Linked DNA regions of Anas platyrhynchos: region 1 is linked to region 2. A link is a contact called in public Hi-C data. All regions are on one chromosome and are shown on one strand. Each heading gives the region's core, a stretch centred on a gene start, on an enhancer-like site or on the middle of the called end of the contact. The rest is flanking DNA. Distances are from core to core; before and after follow the strand shown. Region 1 has its middle 25 kb from the start of XPC. Region 2 has its middle 66 kb from the start of XPC.

Region 1 (6,691 bases), core at 4,054-6,553, 40 kb before region 2:
TGGCTGTGAACAGCAGAAGAGATATTTCTGTCTTCCCCCTTCTCTTGAGATGTTACAGTTCCTAGTCTAATGCATTAGCAAAATCTGCAGCTAATTTCAGTTCACATGAATAAAACAAGCTGTATTGTGTGATATCTGAATAGGGCTGCACATACCACTCAGTCCTGCCTGTTGTGGGACCAGTGAACTCTGGCACAAAAATGGGGTAAACAGATGGGAATGATAATAGCTGCAGCTCCCACAGCTACAAGCACCTCTGATCATAAGCCAAAGACCTTCTGGTTGAAAATAATTTGGGAGTGGGACAGGCTCATCCCATAGGTTGGATGCAGTCTGTAGGCTGTCACTTTCTCTGATCTAGACATCCGTAGTATTCAGGTCTAGCCGGAAGGCCCCTAAACATGCTAATTTTCGTTAATTATTCTTGTTCATATTCTGGTAGTGCTTAGAAGCCCTAGCTGAGATTGGGACTCCATTGTGGTAGGTGCGGTGCTAACATACACACCGTGTTCCCTTCTCAATCTGTCTTGAGTTCAGCAAGGAGTATCGAAAGGAAAATGGAAGTTAAAGGTAAGGGGTTACTGATTTGGGTTGTTGTAGCTCCACTGAACACAGTGGATGTCGTCAGGTTGAGGTTTTTCCCAAAGATTTGTTTTCCTGGAGACTGAAAGCATTCTCCTCTCTTTTTGAAACAGCTCCAGATGCACTTTTTTATCTGCAAAGTTATGCATGGATATAAAGCCTCACAACAGAGCCAGAAACTAGATAAGTGATCCTGGCTTGACTGGAACCTGTCTTCAACAGTATGTAGAAAGAGAAATGGGGTGCATTTTATTCAGAGCTATGTTTTCTAAGTTTTCTATAAATGAATGTTTAAAAACAAGTGACCTCCTGGAGGCCTCAGGATTCAAAGAGTAACTCAGAAGTGTCCTACAGGGTAGTGTGACCCACAAAATATCTATTACTCATTCCTCTCTAACTCTGAAACTGCAGTGCCTTTGTGTGTGTCTCTTTCTTGTGTTTCCTCTTTTTTCACCTCTTAACTTGAAGGCAGTAACAGGACCTGTGGCTTTGCTCCATGCATGTCACTGCCTGCAAGAAGAGCATGCAAATGAATAATAGTATTTCTTCCTTGAAATTCTTTCCTTGAAGTGAAATTAATGAAGATCTTTGCTGGGAAATCCAATAATTCAGTTTTGTGGAGAAACAAAGGACGGATTTAGACTTTGATTGGTCCCTTTTGCAGTTGTTTCTAAAGTAATGGTGGAGCAAAGATGGTCCTTAGAAAGCCTCAAGGAAAAGGAGTTTTTGCACACTTAAATTTTGCTCTTCCAGCAACTGATTAGAAGCCAGTAAAGCTAAAGACAGGACAGCACTGTGATCAAAATGTGAAAAAGGTCATAATAAGAATACCTTTCTAGCCTTGGATGCTGAAAGGGTCATCAATACCAATTTTTGCACCAAGAACTGGGAGCTTTGGGACAGGACTTTGTGAAGGCCCTCAGCTGAAAGAACAAAATCCGTTCACCACTGAGCAAGCTGCTGTGCTGCTTCTTCAAGGGTGGGAGGTCAACACACACACAGGCTCTAGAACAGCACAGGAGGTGCGTGGTAAAATGACGTGCTTATTCGATCTCATCATTAAGCAGTGTTCACCAGATCTTGGTGGTGTTATCATCAGACAAGTATTCTCTTGTAAAATTGATACCTCCCCGACTACTACTTAATAGTAACGTAATAGCTGTGTTGAAGTCATGGTGGTCTAAGGATAGAATGGAAGCTAGGCACTCAGAGAGAGATGATATCTTTTATTAGGTATTTGAATGCACATTCTGCCTTCCCTGAGAGACCTTAAAAGAGTCTAGTGGACAACTTTATAGCATAAGCTGATGAGTGAAAAGGATGTTTTCTCACCCTTAAACTTCTTCTCTTTGGGCGGGGTTCAATAATGATAAAGTAATGTAAAGAAGCTTGCACTGTTGTGTTCTGCAGTGTGTTTGCTGGGTGAATAAACAAAGGACTTCAATCTCCAGCACTGTTCCTGCTCCGGTGACTGCTTTGTAAATGCTGATGGATGGATCAGGGGAGGATATAAAGATAAAAGTCTGACACATCTTGCCAGAACTGAATTCATGTATGGATCGAAAGTGAAGTGTAACTACCACCCAGATCAAATTCTTTCAAGAGCCAGAGCTGTCTAGACCAACAGCAGATATTTATTTTTAGGGTTGATATTTGTGGGTTTTATTAGCAATGCTGCTTTCCCTGGGGTAAAAGCAGGGGAGAGAAGAACACCAAATCGTCTTGAGCTTCTATTGTTAAAGCAAGCTTTATTTTTTGTGGGGTTCCTGAAATATTCTGAAATATTCTCTGCTTTAAAATGCCTTGAGGAATCAGTGTAATAAAACTGGCATTTGAAAACCAAATGAGGTATTTAGAGAAAAGGGACTCTGTAACTTAGATAAAGAGTATCATAATGAAGTGTTTTTTTCTTGTTTTACTTCCGTTGAGACAGTTCTGGGCAGTTAATTTTACCACTAGTCGTGATGTGTAGATAATGAGGTTTGCAGGTTAGCTCAAATGTAGATATGGATCTGTTAACTACAGCAACACAGAAGGCAGATTTTGGGTCCATTCTACTAACAGTACCCCTTTTTTAGCAAATTGGGTAGCCACTGCTATGCTCTAATGTGCCTTATTTCTGTATTTGGGTTTGCACTCATGGAACACCTGCAGACAAACCTTTCAGGTGTAGGAAGCACTGACTTCTTCATTACGTTCAGCTGGGTTGTGGGCAATGAGCAGGAGGTGTGTCATGAGGTTTTCCAAGCAGCTTACTCAAACTGGAAAGCAGAAGAGATGAACTTGGATGTTTTGTCAGACGACTCTTCTCAAGGACATGGAGTGGGATCCTCACAACGTGATTTCACCACGGGAGAGTGGGTGCTAATACTCCTCTTTGCCAGTAAGGCCTTCTTAGACTTCCAAAATGTTCTAAAGGTCTCACAGAACACAATCTCTACACAAAATCAGGTTTTTATTTCTGCAGCATTTTGTCTGAGCAGCACCATTCTGGCCAGCAAAGCTCAGTAACTGCCTATTCATGATGTAGGAACATCCCGGCGCTGGAAATCATTTGTGTTGCATCGCTGACCTCCAGCAGTTGCTCTGAAAAACTTTCCATCCAAAGCAGAGGTAAATGTGTCTCTAATACCCTCTTCAAAGTGAGTTTGTTGGGAGTTTGTGAATCAAAAAAGAGCAAGCAGCATGGAATTCCTGTTTGGCATCTGAGGCGGCTTATAAGTGGAAGAAGCAAGTTCATTTTTAGTTACAGGTGGGTGGTTGCTTTTCCCCCTCGTGCCAGCGACTTAGCACTACAGCTCCCTGGTGCTGCAAAATACCAACCAGCACAACCTTCCCTGCTCTCCAGACGTGCCTCCACTAGATGACAGTGTTGTACAAAGCTAGACTGAGAAGGCTCGTGCCCAGTCCTGCAGCCCTGGGTGCTTCGCTCATGATACTGGGAGCACAAACAGGTCTGTCTCCTGTATGAAATAGGTGCTTGGTGGATCGGCTGTCTAACTGCACAGGGAGATGCTGTGAATGAGAAGACACCGAGAAGTGCTGTGAATGTGTCAGCTGGTTGTTCTGGGATTACAAACAGGATTCAGGATTCCCACATGTCAATGGAAATGTCTACATGGGGAGGACGGAGTTTCAACTTTGCTGTGATACCTGTAGCAGCAGTTCCGAGTGTACAGCTTGGAACAGCAGACTTCTCTGATTTCCCCCCATATATATATATCTATGCTATAGATATATATATACACACACATAATTATCATTGCTTACAGGTAGCTCAAAGACTGGAATGAAGTCTGTTGTTTTGAAAACACAGAAGTTTTCCTCCTGGGAGCATGAATTAGAATATTAAGCGGATGTGGCACCCCAGGTATTAGGGAGGAGTATTGCCCATGTTCTCACGTGGGGAATGGGATCCAGTGGCCAAGACTGGAATATTGGCTGCTAGTCCAGTGAGGAGAAAAACAGATTAGAATTTATTTTGCATTTTTTTTTCCCCCAGTTATGTCAATTCCCTTTTCCTTTGACATGCTGTTTCTCTCGTTTCTGGACAGATAGTGGAGATTTCATATAGCAGCGAACAAAACAAATCAAGTTGATTGGGAGCTTCTACCTTCTGTCTCAGGGCTTAAGAACAAACATACGGATAATTTTCTGAAAGTCAACAAGTTTGTAGTGGATAAAAGAAAATACTTTCAGCCCCCCTAAAACAAAGGTCTTAATTACATGTATACTGTGTGGAAAATGTTGCAGAGGATATTCCGTGTTGCCAGGCTTGTTTCAAGACATTTGGGATAAATTACTCTATAAAAGAAAATTTTATAGCTGCTTTACGTTTTGTTTAAGCTTTTAAGAGTAAAGACTTTGTAAAAGCTGCCTTCCTGGAGCATACATGTGTGGAATGATGTGATTCTGTCTGACCCAAGTATTTTCTTCCCACCTCATGCCTGTTCTGTTGTTTGTATATTTGGAAGCTTAAGTACAGAGAGCCTGGATGACAACACAAACATAAATGCTTTGGCTGTGGTATGGGAAATGGCACCTGGTCCATTTATTGTCTGTGGCTTTGCAGAGTGCAGCTGAAGCATATATCAGGGTGATGCTGCTGCAGTCTGCAGTAACAGGTGCAGTGTATGGTTTGTGTGCCTTGGAAAGGGACCCTTCCACCTGCACTGTCACATTTCCCTCCTCTTTAAGTCTTTCCCCATATTCCCTATGGGCAGTTGGATGGTGGTTCAATGCAGTTTCCTGATGTGTTGATCAACACAAAGCCCAGAAAACACTTGTGGTATTCCTGTGCCATTCTCTGTGGCACAGCCATTCCCACTGCTTTTTATGGGGTTTCCTCCTGTGCTCCATCCTGGCCCTGTAAGGATGTCCCCTCCTCCTGATGTACCTCTTCTGTCCTACCCCATGGCTGTAGCTTCACAGGGAAAAAACACATTCTGTCCTGTACCACCCAGATTGCTTGGAAGACCTATACTTACCTCACACTTTTTATTTTTTTTTATGTTGCTAAATAAAGCCCTCAGTACTTACCAAGAATAAGTAGAATTTAATGGCAGGATTAGTACTGCAATGTTTATAAAGGTCAAGATAAGGAAGAGGTCCACAGCAGCACCCTCCCAACTTCAGGAGAACAAAATCACAGCAGAGAAGGTGCCAAAGCAGAACTGAGGCTTGGTTAGCCCTGAAATTCAAGGACATCTGGATCCAGATAAAAAGCTGTGGTCAGCTTTCTTCTCTAATATGAACTGAATTCAAACACCCTTGGACTTTGTGTTGAGCCAGTTCTGGAACCCATCCCCCTCTCTAATCTCTATTGATCTATGCCCCTTTTTGTGTGTAGCTAAATTAAGAGAATTTGGCGTTCTAACAAAGTGGCTAAGCCAAACACTCAAAACTTGAGAAATGCAAGAATTTAAGTTGTTGCTGCAAATTCATTATAGCCTTTGGGTGTATGCATTATGGCATTGTCTTTAATCGCAGGCTCACATACTATAAATGTATGCTCTGTTTAAAGTGCAGGACGGATACTGTTCACTTAGTGAACAACTATTAAATATTTTCTTTTATCTTCATTGTTCAGTGTGTACCCCATGGCTTATTTGCTGCACACTATTCAAAGCCTTTTCTCAATATAGAATTATTAACTTCCTTGGGAGCTTTCCTTCAGCAGTCATCGTTATTGTATCTGGGTGCTTCACAGACATGAAATAACCTATTTTCACAATGCCTCAATGAAGTGAGGGGATACTGCACCCCCACTTGCACAGATGGCAGGCGGAGATATGAAGATGAAGTGAAAACATTGCCAAAGATTTTTGACTGTCTGGGACTTGATTTTTTTTTTTTTTTTTGAGTTCACAGCACTGCAAAACATTTTCTATATTCAGAGCATAGGTCCTACCAGTTTCAGTTCTAGCTGTAAGTGCTCAGCAGTTTTGCAGATCAGACTCTAGGGTCTCCTGTTGGGTCCCTAAGAGGATGACTAACAAGCTGCAAAAATGTGGATTAATCAATTTGCTTGGCAACACACACAAACACTGTGCTGGAGGCTAGGGTAGCGACCAGTTCTGCAGGAGCAGCTTTCATCCATCTTGAACAGAGACCTAGACTTAGTAGCACCCAAAGAAGAGACTTGATTCCTTTGCTCACAGCTGAATCCTCAAGCCCCTTTCTGCAGCTGAACCCTGGAAATGAACCATCTGTCACCCTTGCACAGACTCTTTCACAGAGTCTAGCTTCGCCCTCTGGAAGCTCACTCTAGTGAGAAGGGTTTCTCCAGAAACCTGACCAGCAAGCCAGTGCAGCAAGTCCTTCCTTCACTAACTGTGGAGGGACCTGAAGAGGAATATCCTCACTAGGCCCAAGTTACTCGGTGTAAATGACCTACCTGGGTTTCCAGCACTGCTATCTGCTCTGAAGCTCCACTCAGTGCATTGCTGGCCTCTCAGTCCCAACAGCTGTGTCTTCTCCCCCTTCCCTTTATCCCCAGTTCCTACACCAAAACAGCCCTGTGCTCCCTTTTTGCCCATCCTGCAGTCCTCACCTCACCAAACTCTCTTTCAGACAGTTTCTTTCTCTTCCTAGTAGGCTTGTGCTTTTT
Region 2 (7,441 bases), core at 2,554-5,053:
TCCCTGCCCAGTCACTGCCCAGGGGCTCAGGGGTCGGGGGTGCCCTGCTGATACTGTGCATCTGCATCTGCGTCAGGGGCAGCCTTGTTGCTGTGTGTGTGGCTGTGCTTGCGTGTGTGCTTGCTGGAAACACGGAGAGTGCTTTAATTGTCAAACTGCTGGGCTCCTGGACAGGACGGGGCACAGCTGTGCGTGTACTCACACAAGAGGACGATGTATGTGGTGTGGTATGGACGTACGTGAGCATCTCAGTGCACACAGTCTCCTCATTGTGTCCAAAATGCCCCTAAAGGTTCCTCCTGCCCGGTTTTGCACATTATTGGACTCGCCGGTCTGTTCTCAGGTGCACTGAGTGCCTGCCAACGAAAGAGACCGTCTAGACATGATGTCAAGCTGACCAGCTTCAAATCTCACTCAGCCCTAGGGGGGTAATCACAAGGCTAGGAGAGGCCTTATCAATAAAACATTTTCCCTGCAGGAGGGTAAAGAAAATATGTAGCAGGTGATTCAAGCAATGGTTGCAGCCGCATAGGTTTGTGGGAGAGGGGGAGCTCTGTCCTTCTGTCCTGCCAGGCCAGCTCTCATTTTCTGTGTCAGCAAGGTGCCCGTTGCTTGCTGTACCTTCTTTCCTGGGTTGTTCCTGGGGGTTGTTTGTTTTAGATAAAAAAAAAAAAAAAATCTCAATCTGTGATGGAGTTTTGTTTTTGCTTGTGGGCGAGGTTTGCTTTTCATTTGGGGAGGGCTGCAATTTAGCACTAAGCTCTTTTGGCAACTGAGGGACAAATTCAGTTAAAAAAAAAAAAAAAGCCACCACTCAATCAACAAATAATGCAGGAGGTTATGTAAGAGGAATAAATAACATGGACCCAGGGCTCCCCAGCCTCGGTGCATCTCCCCCTCCTTAGGTGATTAAATGTTTCAGCACTCCCAGGGATGGGGCTGGCATTGCGTAAGAGCTTCTTTGCTTTGAAGCGTGTTCCCCTTTTTTAAATCTAAGAGACCCAGTGGATTTATGGCCAGCCTGAGCTTTTTCAGCAGATGGCTGGGTTTGTTATCATTTTGTATGAATGATGATGATAATGCTGCAGGCTGAGCGGATTAATGCAAGAAATGGAAAGCACCAGCATTTTTTTTCCCCCATGGTGTTTTCCCACACTCAAGGGGCAAAACACACAGCACCAAATCTTTGCAAAGTGTAAAGTGATGGGTCTGCACTGACAAGTGCCATGGGGCTGGCTGTGTGTTTCCATAGGATGGTGTTAAAGAAAAGAATAGGTTCCAGCCTCTTTTTCCCTTTCCCCTTTGTGGAGTGAAGTCAAGACAGAAATATACTGCTCTTTTGATTTTTAAAAGGGTTTTAACCATATACTGGCAACTCACACCCTGCATATCTTATATTTCATGGAAAAGTGAGGACAACCAGAGAACTAGTAGATAGAAAAAACATCAGCCCCAAGAGAGGAGGCGAGTTATATTCAGTTTATATTTTCTGATTGTATTAGTATCTTCCTTTGTTAAGTGTCTGATACATAGCTGAACAAAAAGCTCTGCTTATTAAAGAATTCAGCAACCTACCATGGGCAGCCTGAGTTCAAGATCCTGAAGTGGACAGCAGGTCTTTCCGTAAGCAGAAAACTGCTGGAGCCTACTGGATTTGCATCTGTGGCTGGGTGCCTGTGCGGATTCTCTCATGGCTAATATGGTTTGAACCCTGCCACAACTTTCCCTTGGAGAGAACTAAAAGGGTCTCTCTCCTTTGCCATCTGCTTATTTGCACAAAAGTGTAAGAAGCTCCTGTCTTTGAGACCTTTGCAGGTCTTACTTTGACTAACAGGCTCAAGACCTAGAGTTTTTTTCTGTTTTCTTTTTTCTCTCTTTTTTTTTTTTTCCCATTCAATCACTGAAATCTTTTTCCTACTACCATGATGGAACAAATGTAAAAGTGAAAATTTGTTTATCATGGGTCAGTTACTGGAGCTGTATGAAAAGCAGCAGGTTTTGGGGTCTTGTGACAGAATGGTGGCAGCTGCCAACGCTTCGGGACTTCTGAGCTCTGCAACCAACTCGGAGAAGAGTGGACCAGCCATGCACTGTACTTCTGGGACTGAAAACCAAGCTGAAGGGAGACGAAAGAGAAGATAAAGTATTGGGACTTTGTTATAAATGCTGGAGAAGAAAAAGCGAAGAAATGAGATAGAGAAGCAAAACCACAACCCAGTTTTAAAGCAGGCCTCCCCGTGGGTGCTGCGTGCTGCAGTCCCGCTGAGCTGCAGCAAGGTCAGCGTGCCCTCGGAGGGCCCCTGCAGGAGCACACGTTGTTAGGGAGCTCTGCGTGCCGAGGTGGGAAAGGGCATCTGAGCTGATGCTGGGTTTCGCTGCTGAGATCTGGAAAGTGAATCGTGAGCGGAGTTTGCTGGGAATGCTCTGACAAAATGTTTTCTTCATCAGAAAGCAATGATTAACTGAAAACAAACAAACTTTGTTTCATCTAAATGAATAGATTCCCGCTGAAATACAGGCTAAATTCCCCTGGATCCGTGCCTGGTTGCTAGTGTGACTGGCAGAAAGCCGGGCAGGCACTGAGGGTCCACAGCTCCCGCGTAGCTCCCACACGCTGAAGTGGGGCTCCAGAGCTCCCAGCTGCACACCCAGGAGCCCGGGCAGCCTCGTGAGTCCTGCCTGTGGCTATGTGGACCAGGGCTCTGATCTTCTTCCCCTCAGCAACCAAGGAGTTTCACTGATACCGAGTGCTGTGGTGCCTGAAAAATAACCTGAGCTGTTTCCAAAGTGTTAACTAATATGAAAAGCTTCTGGTGTGATGGGCGTGGGGCTGCCCCTCGTTCAGACACTGTCCTCCAGCAGAGAGGAGCTGGCTGGTTTATTTGAAACATCACGTCTTTTTCCTCACAAGGAGGAATTAGGCACAGGCACTTTGCAAAGAAAGATTTAATCCCATGGATGGCTCAGCTCCAGATGCAGAACATCTCCTCAGGAGAGGGAGTAGTTCTGCTGTGGGCAGCACCTAGATAACCTGTCATCACAGGCAGCACGCGTGCTTAGGAGGGCCACGAGAGCTCTGTCACACTCCCATCACATTTTCTATAGGATAAGGAAAACTTGCAGAAGCCAAGCTTTCACCACAAGACTCAAGGATGTTGAAGGCAGCTGAACTCAGAGCAAGATCATTACAGGAGCAGAGCAGCGCTGCGGGTAGGATGGTTACTGGGAGAAAAGCCCAGCAGTGAGCAATGAGGCTGCTTCGCAGGATGACCACTGGTTCTTGATCTTCCCTGCATCTCTTGGATATATCCAAGGAACAAACAGCAATTTAACAAATTGACTGTATGTTAAGTAAAAACTTAGCAGGAAAGCAATGAAACTCCGATTCACAGAATCCAAGGGAATGGTTTCTTGTGTTTAGGTGGAGATGTGTTATTTAGTGGCTGCACAGAGCACATTAATACAAACTGCTGTATGGGAGCCATCCTTGTTGGCTAAAGGGGATCTCAACAGCACCACCATTAACTCTTAAAAAGCTATTAAAGATCAGGTTTGTCATCAGAGATATTACATATGTTGTCATCTGTTGGAAAGGCAAAGCCATCGTGTTGTATTTAAGTTCTTCCCAGGGTTTTCATCTGCTGTTACACAGCTGAAACAAAATATACATAATTTGCTCTTTGTTACTGCTAAAATGTTCAACATATTTAAAACACTTTGAATTCCCATGCTGAAAGGTATTGTGAAAGCAGTGTTCATATTTATTATTAGAATGAGGTTAGCAAGCAATCTTGCCTGCAGAGACATCTGGCAACAAACACATCTGAACTGAGCGGAGGCCACTTACTAATAAGGTTTCTAAGTAGGGAAAGGGACAGGGTGTTCTCAAAGATCCCGTAGCTGGAATTAAAACAGGGAGATTGAGCTTATCTGCTATGATTTACATGGCTCTCTTCAGGACCTTTTCTGGACATTATTGCACATATAGCTGAAATCATGCAGTAATCTAATATAATGTTGGTTCCAACTTATAGAGCTAAAAATGAACTGCCTGTACACAGTCCAGAAGCGCTCTGGGAAGGCATTGCCAGCAGCCAGAGTATTTCTTTCCTTTCAGACATCAGGGTGGATAATCAGAATCAGTTTCTTTTGCTCGTTGTAGGAGTTACTCAGTTCTCTCTTAATTATAAGTTGCTGTGGGTGAGCTAAGTGCATATGAGCCAACAGTCAGCAAAGTTTGTTGCAAAGATTTTTTTCTGCCTTCTTATTTTGAATGCAGAGAGGAGGAAAAAAATACAAGGGTGACAGCTGAGGAGGGAAGTCAAAGATTAGCAGACTCAGTAACAGTGATTTTCTGCGGGAAATGAGGGCTGTATTTTTTTTTTTTTAAGTGGATACCTGACACGATCTACATGTGCACAAGGAATGATGGGGATTATTAGAATTTACAGTCTAGGGATGACCCAAATTTGACATAGGTGCCTTTTGAAGATACTGAATGTGGCAGGAACCACAGAGTATTTAAATGGCTTGTGCTGGAGGACTGAATAATCTCCAACGTCAAATTCTGAGAGACCTGATACAAAAATTACATGGTTTTGTTTGTTTGTTTGTTTGTTTTTTAATTATTAATCCATCAAGTTAAAGGCAGTACTGTGTGATTATAGAATAGAAAACATAACACAAATACTTGAGATGGAAAGAGGAATCAATCTACAAAATTATCAGTCAGACTGCGGTAGCTCATAAGGCATTTAGAACAGTTTTTGAAGAAAACAGTAATTAAAGACAAGCAAGTAAAGGAAAAGTGGGATAAAATAAAAGCGTTTATCACAGATAAATCATGTCTGACTAACCTCATGATTTTACTTCGTCAGGTCTAGACAAAGGAGATGTGGTGGATCACATCTGTCTAGACTTCAGTGAAACAGCAGAGGTGTAAAGTCATGATGGTGAATTTTTTGCAGAGCTGGAGAAGCTGGGGAGTACAAAAGCGAAAAAATGGGAAAGGAGCCGGCTGAATGGGAGAGAACAGAGGGTAATGTTGAAAAGGCCTGGAGGGAAGTTACCAGTACAATTCTTCAAAGGAAAACTTAATGCCTATCTTAAGTTTCATGAATGACATGTATAAAAGTATCCCAGTGAAATCTGGTGAAAACACAAAGCTGGGCAGAATTGTCAATGCAGAAGAGAAACAGCAAATCAAATGGAAATGAAATGGTCTATTAGACTGGTCCCAGTAGAGAAGCTATCATTGAAAATGTTGAAATAACCTTTTCTTGTTATGCCTAAGAAGATGAGGCCAAGAGGGGATGTAATTGTTCTGGCAACGCAGGACCAGGGTATTAGAACCTATTCAAGCTGAAGATCAACTTTGGCAAGGAAATAGAAGGGGATGAACTGGCCAAGAATATTGTTATATTCTACTGAAAATCGATGTTTAACCTGGAAACTAGAGAAGTTTTCAACTTTCAGAAGAGGGCCGTTCTGGAGTGGCTATTCAGTAAAAGTAAATCATCTATTTCCGAGATGATGTTTGATCATTTTCTCAAAGGATTTTTCTATGCTGCATGAGGACTGTTCCTGGCCAGTTGTCCCTATTGCCTCTCCTTGCCTCCCCTCCTAGGGAGACTGAAATTCTGAGCAACACTGGGTCACAGAGGGTGTGGGAACATCCCTCCTTCCCTGGGATGTGTGGGTTCATTTCTGGCATTGTAGATGTGAGTCACACAATATACCTGTGAGGAATGACAATGTGGTAGACGGAGCCCTGAGACACGGAGCCTGGATTTCATTCCCATCCTATTCTGACTTGCTTGCGTGCTGTCAGATTAACCGCTAAGGATTTAAGCAGCTGAATAAGAATTTGGGTGAACTGAAGACTCACTTCTGAGCCTGCTGCCCTCAGCGAGTGGTCAACTAACATAAGGGATCAAATAAACCTCACTTCCTCATTTGATCTGAAAGTACCCAAGATACCCCCCACTCTTTCTAAACATGTTCCCACCTGAAGACCTCAAGGCCTAGTTTCCATCTCTGCTCGGTCGCACATTGGAGGGGAGGAGAGAAGCAAAGAGCTCCAGACACCACGGTGGGATGGGCATTCCCTGCCTTGAACCACTGGGACATCTTCCTCGCAAAGAGCTGGAAGAATAATGCTATAGCTGAATTCACAAGAGCTCCAGCATCTTGGGTTTCTGTGCCCAGCCACAAAGGCACTTACCTGGGATAGGGTCTCTTCTCGTTAAAGGTTAAACTCATTTTCCAAGGGAGGATTTACACATTTTGCAATTTCATTTTTGTGCAGACCAAAAAAATAGTTGCTGAAACCTCACTTTTTTTGATTTTCTGGATTTCCACCAGCTTTACCTGAGGACTTTTCAGAGGTCCTCCTCTCTATTAAGAATTAATAGCGTGTGTGAGGGCTGCCCTCTGAGCTGGTGAGTATCACAGGGGAAGCAACTCACTTTGGTCTCCACCCGCGGGGTCAGGGAGGCTGAAGGAAGCAGCTGTTCTAGCTGTGGCTTTTCATTTCAGTACCCGTGCTGAAAACAGAGAGTCTGCAATTTCCTCCGAGTCCAGCCAAATGCTGGACCTGAGTGACAAAACCCTGCAAGAACAGCAAGTTCGCAGAATGTTTTTGCAGCTGCCAGCTTTAACCCAGAGCAAATGACAGGGAGGCAGCTGCAAAGGCTTGGTACTGGGAATACCCAGACCCTGGCATCCTTTCCTCTTCCAAACTGCATTGGCTTGCTGGTGTTGGCTCTGCTGGCTGCAGGTTTGCCTTGGCATGTGGCGAGTCCTGCCACACTGCGGCACGGGTAGTCCCTGCAAGGCTCCCAGGGCAGCAACCCATATCTGCCTCCTCCGTTTGTCCTCTGATCAGTGGCATCAGGATGCTCATGGTCATCACGTGGCTGGTCACGAGGCAGCTTGCTGGTCCTCTCTAAAGGCTCCCTGTGTCTTTTAGGTGAGCCCAGTTATTTGGGATTACGTCCTGCCCAGTTTTCTGCATGAAATGTTGCGCCATCTCGACATGTGGATTTGCAAATGCCAGTGTATGCAGTGGCTGGCAAAGGCTTCCAGAAAACTTGTGAGGTGTTAACCTGCTTCTGTACCTAGAGGGTGGCGAGAGCAAAATGGGATTCATCTCAGGAGCTCAGCCAAATGCAACACAAAACGTTTACATAGGGACAGTGATACTAAGCTGAGAAGTATCAGGCTTTTTGATACCAATTGTGCTTCTCTAACCATCAGGCTACTCCTCAAGCCCTAGATGTATGGGGAATTTCAAGACAGGCCTTAGAGATAAATTGAAGGAAGGAATGTCCTTTAGATCTTGATTATTGTGTGACTGCTCTTCTGAAATACTTAGGCCTAATGGGCAATTAAAAACACTGATTTTTCTGGCTCCAGTGCCTACCAGCTTGCTTAAGGTGTG

Evidence for each region. A called contact is a pair of places that touch in the nucleus more often than the background predicts.
Region 1: a contact with region 2 is called in a Hi-C map of skeletal muscle, with 3 times the contacts expected there. The contact joins two enhancer-like sites. A contact is called at or near these places in 2 of 8 Hi-C or Micro-C datasets (liver and skeletal muscle).

What each region holds. Positions count from the first base shown.
Region 1 is chr13:10,378,428-10,385,118 of IASCAAS_PekinDuck_T2T, reverse strand. No RefSeq gene overlaps it. Among named protein-coding and RNA genes, the nearest start is that of XPC, 25 kb to the left of the region's middle. Within about 2 kb of position 5,303, at least 1 of the 8 cell types and tissues checked has an H3K27ac peak or open chromatin away from gene starts, as enhancers often do.
Region 2 is chr13:10,336,538-10,343,978 of IASCAAS_PekinDuck_T2T, reverse strand. No RefSeq gene overlaps it. Among named protein-coding and RNA genes, the nearest start is that of XPC, 66 kb to the left of the region's middle. Within about 2 kb of position 3,803, at least 4 of the 8 cell types and tissues checked have an H3K27ac peak or open chromatin away from gene starts, as enhancers often do.